Linked DNA regions of Gasterosteus aculeatus: region 2 is linked to region 1. Evidence: chromatin contacts called from public Hi-C data. All regions are on one chromosome and are shown on one strand. Each heading gives the region's core, a stretch centred on a gene start, on an enhancer-like site or on the middle of the called end of the contact. The rest is flanking DNA. Distances are from core to core; before and after follow the strand shown. Region 1 overlaps wnt5a (wingless-type MMTV integration site family, member 5a). Region 2 overlaps cacna2d3a (calcium channel, voltage-dependent, alpha 2/delta subunit 3a).

Evidence for each region. Hi-C and Micro-C count contacts between places; a contact is called where the count stands out from the background.
Region 2: a Hi-C map of skeletal muscle shows a contact between it and region 1, with 3 times the contacts expected there. The contact joins two enhancer-like sites. A contact is called at or near these places in 2 of 6 Hi-C or Micro-C datasets (both in skeletal muscle).

The regions. Positions count from the first base shown.
Region 1 is chr2:9,317,107-9,322,158 of fGasAcu3.hap1.1, reverse strand. wnt5a (wingless-type MMTV integration site family, member 5a) reads right to left here. Exons shown (of 5, transcript XM_040194026.2): 3 at 4,087-4,334; 4 at 1,556-1,848; 5 at 1-1,021. The coding sequence ends at 563. Among protein-coding and RNA genes, the nearest start is that of wnt5a, 6.9 kb to the right of the region's middle. Within about 2 kb of position 1,743, at least 1 of the 9 cell types and tissues checked has open chromatin away from gene starts, as enhancers often do.
Region 2 is chr2:9,371,649-9,376,936 of fGasAcu3.hap1.1, reverse strand. cacna2d3a (calcium channel, voltage-dependent, alpha 2/delta subunit 3a) reads left to right here. Exons shown (of 36, transcript XR_013453036.1): 13 at 583-654; 14 at 989-1,069; 15 at 1,691-1,765; 16 at 3,019-3,102; 17 at 3,200-3,271; 18 at 3,975-4,036; 19 at 4,164-4,231. Among protein-coding and RNA genes, the nearest start is that of lrtm1, 13 kb to the right of the region's middle. Within about 2 kb of position 3,721, at least 4 of the 9 cell types and tissues checked have open chromatin away from gene starts, as enhancers often do.

The sequences.
Region 1 (5,052 bases), core at 494-2,993:
AAGGCTGGTACGGGACTGGGTCCATGAAATCACATCCAGACACTACAGAACATAAAGTCCTCTCAGCACAGTTATTATCCAACAACAAACCAGGACCCCTTAGTAAACTATGCCACATTTACCAAACCGTATTCTTCTTAAAAAAAAAAACGCGAAAGCACAATCCAATTTCACAATAAGTGTGACCCATCGTAAAAGAACAACTGCATTTTCTGTTATGAAAAAAAGGTGGGGGGGACATTTCCAGCCCGTTTTAGGCACTTGAATGGGTAAAAAAATAAAAAAAATAATTCGACTGGTGAAGACTAGGCCAAAATAAAACAATCTCAAAATAAATATTTCACAATACTCTCAGTTTCTGAAGACATACGATTTTTTTTTTTGTTGGAAAAAAAAGTCAGTCTTTTTGCAATGGCATATTTGTTTAACTCTATAAATATAATTTATATAGTTTCTTTTTTTTTCTCCTCTATTCTTTCTGTGTTCAACTCCTTTGCTGGCATATACACAGGCCGGTGTACGCCCATCGTCTGCAGGCAAGCACACATGGGCAGCGCTCTTCTCACTTGCAGACAAATTGGTCTACGATTTTGGTGCAGCGCTTGCACTTGACATAGCAGCACCAGTGGAACTTGCAGTGGCAGCGCTCAACTATCTGGGCCTTGTACTGATCGTAACCGCGGCCGCAGCACATCAGCTCGCACCCATCCATGCCTTCCGAGGTCTTGTTGCAAAGGCGCCCCACCGTTCCCAAGGAGCCCGTGCTTTGGTTCTTCAGGCAGTAGTCTGGACTGGACTCGATGTACACCAGGTCGTGGCTGGTGGGAGCATTGAAATTGCTGAACTTCTGCACCAGCTTTCCACGCGAGTTGAGCTTCATGGATGCAGAGCTGTCGTACTTTTCCTTCAGCGCGTCGCCCACCTTGCGGAAGTCAGCCAGCTGCAGCCAGCAGGTCTTCAGACTGCAGGAGCCGGACACCCCGTGGCACTTGCAGGACACGTTGGCAAGGTCGGACACAGTCTGAAGGAAGGGAGGGAAAAGAAATAAAATGGATTAATAATCAAATGGAGAATTTGCCAAAAAATGTATTCTTATGCGGTGAACTGCAGACATGCTTCATGCATGTCATTTGAACTCAAATATTTGAACAATATACAGCTCCAAATGTCATAAGGCACCACATTGCCCAGAAAAACAAAATGATCATGTTCACGTCTCTAATAGTCCATTAAATAAAACGTTAATTTGTCCTACTTGAAAGAGAACATCTCCATTAGGTTTCCTTTGAGGTGTTTAAGATGTTTGGAGAGCAAAAAGAACCCAAGTGCTGCCTCATTCCCCACAGACCAAAGCCCCAGAAGGGGAGAGCTGACATAGCCGTTACCCCAACGATCCGCTATGCGAAGGACTGGGATTATCTCACAAGCCCCTCTTGCACCCATCACTGGCTGATCCCATGCAAGGGCCTGAAGTTTAAATCAGTCTGCTCGCTTCTGAGCTCATGACATCTTACAACATTTGTGTGCGTCTATGCATGCAACCTTTGCTTCATACCCTTCTTCCAGCCTCGTTATTGTGAATATTCATCATCAGCCGGGCGCTCTCATATGAGCCTTTCGGGTAGCTCTTCTCCCGCTCACGTGCATCCACAAACTCCTTGGAGAACCTGTAGCCGTAGTTGAGGTTGTCTCCGCAGCCGCCCCACAGCCAGTCTCGCGGCAAGTCCTTGGGGCGAGCAGCGCGGCTGCACCCGCAGCTGGAGAGCTCCCCCTCTCTGCAGGCGCGGCTCACCGCGTTCACCACTCCTGCCGCGCTGATGGCATAGGTGAATGCCGTTTCTCGGCTGCCTGTAAACAAACAAACAAACATACAAACAGGAACATCATGGCACATTTGATGCAAAAAGAGAAAAATTCGGCGCACCCATCCGCTCCTTCCATCGTCGTTGTTTATGGACGTATATTCATTTTGTACCAAACGTGGTCCGATATCTTTCCACTGAATGTAGAATGGGATGTCACATGACAGCATTGGCTTTACATTGAAGATTACACAGCACTCCAAACAAGAGCTGCATGCTTCTCATCGACATTTTTGAAAGATGGACTCTGGTTTGCCGTTATTGGGTTCCAGCCAGAGAGAAGAGGGCGCCCTCCAGTGACAGAGGTGCTTCTTAACAAGCGGCCGCCATTTCACCCAAATTGAAAGTGACAGTAGTTATTTTAGTGGGGCTGTTTTGACTGACACATCCCCAAGACATTGCAAATTAACTCCCACTGGTTCTACACTCAAATGTCTCCTACAGAGATAAGAGCCAGAAATGATTAATAACATAAAACAAGCAGTTTTTGCAATCACCAATCCTGTACAAAGCCAGAGGCAAGAAGAGACAACTTCGATGAGAAACTAAAGAAAATTAAAAAAAAAAAAAGTTGACCAGCCAGCTGTGCCTGGGCTCTGGCGACAAGGGCTGCCACTAGAAATAAAAATGCACAGCTCATATACCTGCTGGGCCAAACCTTTAGAGAATGTGCTATGATGACAATAACAGATGGAAAGAGGACGGGAGATGGAGGAAAAAGAAAAAAAAGACTATTGAAGAGATAAGTCAAGTAAACGACAGTGAATAAAAACAGCAAGCAAAAAGAGAAACGCACGCACTTAATACCGCAAAAGACAGACGGACGATAGAAGATGAGTAAATAAACTTGTGGAAAGTCTGAAAGACATTCAGGTGGGAAATCAGAGGCAGTGGGAAATTTATTAGTTTGGTGTGACGTTTAATGGACAGACAAACTTTCTTCCCCCGCACTGCTGCCTCCCTTCTCCTGCACCCACCCTGGAGCTACCCGAGGCAGGCAGGCAGGGGAGGGGGTCTGAACCCAACTACTCCAGCTCCCCCCCTGGAGCTCAGCCATAAATCACCAGCAATGTCCTCCCCCTGCAGACCGAGAGGACGACAGGCTTTCAGATAGACAGCCATAAAAGGGGAGGACATGTTTACTTGGCCCACTGCGGGCTGAGATGGGAGCAGTGCCGGGGAAGGAGGAGAGGAATGGGGGAACGGCTGCTGATGAGGTTTCTATGAAGACTGATCCATGGAGAGTCACCAAAAGCCGCGTTAGAAACGCAGTAACACGCTATGTGCGCACACAGCGGCACGTAGGGTTACGTTCACAACAAGAACAGTGCTTAAAAGGGTTTGTTCACTACAATTTAAAATGTAGAAAACATTCAAAGAAAACAGTTGTCTAATAATAACTCATCTCTGCTGAGAAACACAGGTTCCTTTTGTTTGTTTCTGCTTTTTCAAATAAGCTATAATAACCCTTAACGAGGACCAACATGAACCAAATGCCGACCCTTGCACAGTTATGTGTTGGAGTCATTTCAAAGATTCCCAACAAGTAACCAGTGCAAGTACTGACTTTTACTACTATTAAGGCAAGCTCGCTGTGACCCTCATCTGATCACATAATTGGTATTGTATGGCTTCATAAAATTCAGATTGATAGTCATGATCAACAAATGGTAAACCACCTCGGAATTGGTCCTGAGGTTAAGGCCGACATTCCAAAGTAAAACTAAAACAAACCATAGTTAAATAATAGGATCCTTGACTGGGGATTACTTAAAGAGGATTGTTAAGCTCTTGAACTGTGTGTAAGAGATCTGTGCACACTGCAAAGAAGTGCACAAACACACACACACACACACACAAATCTCTGACATGGTGATATATTGGTGCACACACTTCCTGGACTCCCATTACTTGTAAATATAGGGAATCAACAGTCCATTTCCACCGTGTGTGTGTGTGTGTGTGTGTGTGCGCGCGCACGCCAAAGCGACTTGTGATTTATCCAGCAACCTCACCCACCAACTATTCCCTCCATGCAGCTGCTGAGAATCAACAGCCACATATACTTTACACAGACGCACGCACTCCCAAAGGAGAATGTACACAGAACATACAGATTCTAAATAATACTGGTGAACATAAACGATTTGTGAACACAGGTGTTTGAATGTGCTCCAATGTGTTCAGGTACAAGTTCCTGAAAATATGTCTGTTGCCCACTCACCTATTTGCATGACCCGACCAAAAACAGAGGAGTTGTCCACCGTGCTGCAGTTCCAGCGCCGGTGTCTGAACTGGTACTGACACTCTCTGATGCCCGTTTTGGCTCCTTCGCCAATGTACTGCATGTGGTCCTGGTAGAGCTGGCACAGCTTCTTCTGGCCCTGTGACAGGCCCACCAGCTGGCTGCACAGAGGCTGGGCACCGATGATGTAGGCCTCTGGGATCAGCAAAGGGTTCATAGCCAGAGACCTGGATGAGGGGGAGCCACATAAGGAGGTTGTTTTCACTCATTTGCCATTTTGACACAAACGTATGCACGTTTTCAGGGCACATTCTAAGTCAACAGCTCATTTCACGTGATTAATTTTGCCTTCACATGGGTGCAGCTATGTTAATCACTGAAACGAGCTGGAGTCTTTTATGAATGGAGCGAAACCCTACAGACTCTTAGCTCCTAATCACACTGGATATGAACTCACGTGCCGTTTCAGGAACATGGGGAAAAAATGCAAGCATAGACACCCAAGAAAGCGGAAGTGGAAGAGGGAAAGCGGACAACAGTGGAGAAAAATGAAGGTAGTGAAAGAATATAAAATAAAGAGCACAGGGGTCTGATTGACAAACTCTTTGAGCAGTGACCCTTATCACAGGTGGCATACGTCCACGGGTTCAATCGAAATTGAGGTCTACCTAATTGTTCATTTCATTTGAGAAGTTTCCAAGGCCTAAAGAGGCAAAACATAAACGTGTACGTTACCTTTTTTTTTCAAACCACTTTTTACTTCTTTTTTTTTTTTCAACAGATCTAATAATTCTATAGTTCTATTCAACTTTGTAATAGAGAAACACAAATAAATCAAAACGGACCGGAAGAGAGAGACATGAACAAACAGAGAGGGAGAGAGGAGACCATCTGGTTTCAGGCAACAACGACAATTAGAGTGGCCCATCCCTGAGCCCGAAGAGA
Region 2 (5,288 bases), core at 2,472-4,971, 53 kb before region 1:
AACGCTAACCGTGTGAGTGACTGAGTGGACGAGGTCAGACCACTTTTTGCCGAGTGGGAAGCCCTTCCTCCAGTATCTAACAGTGTCGAGCTTTCATCTCTAATGGATGTCGTCGTCAGATACAGAAAGCCGCTGGAAAAATAAATATCATAATTATTCCAGCAGTCTTCAGGGAGGAAAGATACCAGATTCAAACTGGAAGCACTGCCTTTGGATATTCCAAAGCGCTTATTCTGCAAGAGATCAAAGACAAGCTGGTGATTGAACACACTTTAAGGCAAATAATAAACATGAATAAAACATGTCATGGAAGTTTCTTAGGTCCTGGAAGAAGATAATATGACGAGGTCAGCTGCAGGATTCCTATCAGGTTCACTTCTGAAGGAACCCGAGTAATGAATTCACTGAGTGTGATTGATACAATGTGAATGATACCATGCAATGTGCTGTGTAGGTACTTTTCTCTCGTGACTATAAAGATACTGTCTCATCATTAGCTTTCCTGTTCTCCCCCCTCCTTCTCTCTCTCTCTCTTTCTATTTCTCAATCGCTCTCTTTCCCTTTTCTTCCTCCATGAGCCAGATGGAAGACGGTCGAAGTCCGGTTCTGATGACCACGGTGGCCATGCCAGTGTTCAGTACCAAGAATGAGACTGTAAGTGCACATGAAATGATGTGAAAGCATTATGTTTTCTCCAGCAAACAGTTCAGCTTGATTGAAAACTAAGCAATTACGTATTGCAAAACTCACAAGGAATCAGAAGACACAAACTGTGAAATAATGTTCAATTATTTCTTTGAAAGTCTTCGATTGAAAGTTATGAAATGTTTTTCAGTCTGTAAATTGGGACACGGTAGACCCTAATTCAATACTAGTACTAGTACTATAGATTGACAATGTTCATTTCGTGAACAGTGGTCTGTAAGATTGCGTGTTGTTTAATAAGCTTTCAAATGACATTTAGAAATTTTCATATGTGTATTACCAGCGAAACAGTGGCATACTGCTCGGGGTGGTTGGGACCGATGTACCTGTCTCTGAGCTGCTCAAGACCATCCCCAAATATAAGGTACTGCTCCCAACATCACCCAGTTGTTTTACTGCAAATCATTTTAGACCTCAATGGCTGTATGAGATAACCTCTGCATCACCACATAACCACTTTTGATAATTTTAACAAAATTACTGGGGCGTGTGAATGTGTCATTCGTTAGTAAAGTCAGTAAAAAACTGTGGCAAGTTCCTTTGAACGGTATTCATATGTTTCAATAGGACACATACGCCAGTTTAACTCTGCAGTGCACGAATTGAATGCCACATCTGGTAGCAGATAAATCAAAGGTTTTCTATTAGTTTTCGACATTGATTATTTAGCTCACTCGTGTCCAATAATCACAGGAAAAGTACACCGTATGTAGACTACTGCATTATGATATGTTCCCTGTGCATATTCCTTATACTTCTGGATCGGAAGATTGGATGGGTGTAAGATTTTGACAACTGAAAGCGTGTTATTTGTACAGACGTAGATTAATTACACCACCCTCCTTTCATTGTGCATTTCTGTGAGTTTCACCAAAAACAGATTCTGCTGGTAACAAAATACAAAGAGCTTGATTGGCCCCAATTTACAATTTAATATGGATTGTCATGAGACCATTTGGTGTGTATTTGTGTGCATCCTTCCTAGCTGGGTATTCACGGCTACGCCTTTGCAATCACTAACAACGGCTACATCCTCACCCATCCAGATCTACGGCCACTTGTGAGTATTACCTCCAGCCTCCTGCGCCATTCACACCTGTAACAAACCTTATTATCATAAAAAAATCTTTTAAGGGCCCAGAGATTCAAGTTCAAACGTATTCATTTATTTTGTACAAGGGACTGAGGAATAGTAACTCTTGAGTTCATGGCGGGTTAATTGCTGATTTCTTGATCGTGTTGCGATGCCGATTGAAATGGAGTGCGCATGTTTCGCCGTGTGAGTACGCGCCGCACGGTGTCCGTGTATTGGCTGCGTGGTGGTATGCAGATGAGGAGAGTGTGTTCCAGGACTCTGCTGGGCTGTGAATAAACAGAGATACGGCTTCTGAATGGCTGTGATTAACTCTTTTGTACTCACTCACTCCTCTCACAAGAGGATGAGGGGGAGAGAGGGGGGGGTGCAGATAGAGGGGGGGGGGGGGGGGGGGGGTTTGATTGACGAGCGCAAGCAACCAGGGGGACAATGAGGAGAGATATGCAGGGATGTGAGGAGGAAGGAAGAGAGACCAGACAGTGGGACAGACGGATGTTTTAATTGCAGTCTAATTAAAGACGTTAATAAACAGCATTTAACAACTAATGAGGGGTGGGAGTCTGTCCTTGCTGAAAAGTGAATGATGAGGGTGACTCACACGAAAGTACACACTTATAGTACACATTGATACACCTAATAATCTCCTGTGTCGATTTAAGGTCCAGGCCAAACATGTTAGGTCTGGTAGCCAGGGGGAGATGACCGTGGTATTTGTAGGTTTGGTCTCCTCCTCATCATTTCAGGCTCCTTAATTATTTGATTAAAGCAATAGTCTGACATCTCTCTCTTTGTCGAGAGTTAGATAAGGAGATCCCATTCGTCCGTCAAGTATGAAGCTACTACCAGCAGCCAATTATCTATCTAGCGGCAAGATGACACCGTGGTATTAAAGTGGACTGTTATCATGTTTATACATTTGCTTAACTACAGCATTGAAAAAAATGAATTGACTTCTTGTAAAAACAACACATTGCTTTACTTGGAGCCAACAATTTGAGAAAGTAACATTAGGCTCTTGGAAAGTGTGATCTTAATGACACAAAAAAAAAAGAAACTGGACCCATTTTCTCAATCAATTCAATGACAAAGTGTGTCCAAACCTTTAACTCTTACTGTATAATAAGTCATAGAAATGTGCCCTAGTATGGTGCAGTATACTTCAGTATCTCTCGTATCTCTCTGTGCTTGCATGCACGCTCACGTGGGGGTATTTTCAGTACGGAGACGGCAAAAAGCGAAAGAAGCCCAACTACAGCAGTGTGGATCTGTCTGAGGTGGAATGGGAGGATAAGGACGACACGGTGAGACTCTCTAAAAACTGCATCAAGCAACACATTTTACCTCTCTCAATGTAAATCAGATGTTTAAGTTGATTTGGAATGTCCTTTCTGCCGCTAGCTGAGGAACGCCATGGTCAACAGGAAGACAGGGACCTTCTCTATGGAGGTGAAGAAGAGTGTCGATAAAGGGGTAAGGAATCCATAAAAAGCACTTTCCTTCTGGTCCAAAAGGGTGTGCCTGTGAAAATACGCAGCGGGGAGAACGCAGGGGGTTGTCACACTTTGCACGGGTGATGTACAGGATAGACTTAGGGATTTTGTTTCCGACTTTGTTTGCTCTGCAGCATGGGTGTGTGTCTGTCTGTGAGTGTGAGCCCGTTATCTCCACCCAGCACATGCTGCTCGGTGCTGGGGAGACAGCAAGACCCATGATTCTCTTTTACTACTTTTCTATCAGAGAGAGAGAGAGAGGGAGAGAGAGGGAGGCAGGCATTCAGGTGTGTGTGTGTGTGTGTGTGTGTGTGTGTGTTTGTTTGTGTGTGTGTGCACGTGCGCACTTTGCATCATCAAAGCTTAGTAAAGAGCATTATACATTAGCCTGATTATTGAGCATTTAATATGTTAATACAGCCACACACACATGCACACACACGCACAATTACACGCTCACACTCAAATGTACACAGATGCATATTCCAAATCCTTATCCAATGACTCACAGGGTGCAAAAACATGACTGTGGCAGGTCATGTGACAGACGCAGCATGTGTTCCATGCACCACTAGATGGAGCCACGCTGCAGAAAATCCGATCAGATCGCATCAGATAACTGGCACCACACCCGCCTACTGTTTACTGCTGTAAAATAGAATGTGTTCTCTCTTTTATTTCAGAAACGTGTGCTAGTGTTGCATAATGATTACTACCACACAGATATCAAAGGGACTCCTTTCAGGTAAGAAAAGTAGAGAGAGTCTTATGAAAAGTGAACAAAGTTGAGAACAAGTTTTCAGAGTTTCTTTTCACAAAAAAACAGCTGGTGAGTTGTCATTTGAGAAACACTTTTTGTCATTTGTTTTTAGTTTAGGGGTAGCTCTTTCCAGAGGCCATGGAAAGTATTTTTTCAGAGGGAATGTTACAGTAGAGGAAGGTAGGGAATCCTCCCTTTTTACTTCATCCGCCACTCGCTTGTTTCCTGTATCATTTATTTTTTCTTTCATAGTCTTTTCATGTGTCTTCATTTCACACTCAGCTAGCACTTATTTTATGAGCTACAGTGGTGGAAGAACCATATCGATTTATGTTCATTTGAATAACTAACATTTTATATATATTGGAATTTATAAGATAACAAGCTTTACAATTGTATCACATAAAGCTTAATATCTGTAGTCATCTCTGGCTTCTGATTGCCTTAAATGTGTTATATTTTGTGTGTGCTTATTCCTCCATTGTATTAAAGCTATGGTGCTTTACTAGAATGGCTTATGCCATGCCTATAGTCTTTAGTAGTTTGTTTAATGTTTTTATCAGCCAGATTAGAATGAAATGAGAAACATAGGGGTTGTTTATTAAAGAAGTAATTAACTATGCACTCAGTATAAGCTCTATAAGCTTAAGTGGGTATTTTAACAAAGTAGCTGGAGCCGCTATAACATCACTGAAGTATTTGAAGGAAAGTTACAGCAGAATGTCCAGTTTCAGATCTCTATTTAATTACTGAAGGATTAACATTTACAAAATAGTTTACTGTTTTAACTTGTTGAGGTACAATTAGCTTTAACTGCTTAATGTACTGTTGGGTAGTTTCATTTGCAGAAATGCTTCATATTTCATAAGATATTCATACAGTTTTTATCCCCAGAGAAAACGTGTCACTCTGGCTTAAAAATAATTTAAACACATAAAGGTAAACCATGAAATAGATATGAATGTGTAATGTTTGTTAGAAAGTAGCATAATCTGTCACACTCACTCTCACTCACCTATAGAGGGACATTGACTCGCTATCTGAGTCACAATGAACTTCAAAGCCACAATTGGAGGGGAAGCTAAATAAATACATCTTTAGTGTCTCATTAGGTGTGTCCGTGTCTTCACAGAGCATATGTGTGTCCTAGCATGACTGGGCCTCAGCATTTATGTGTCTATTTTTATCTGCACCCTCATGTACATTAATATTCATGGACAGTATCTCTGTTTCTACG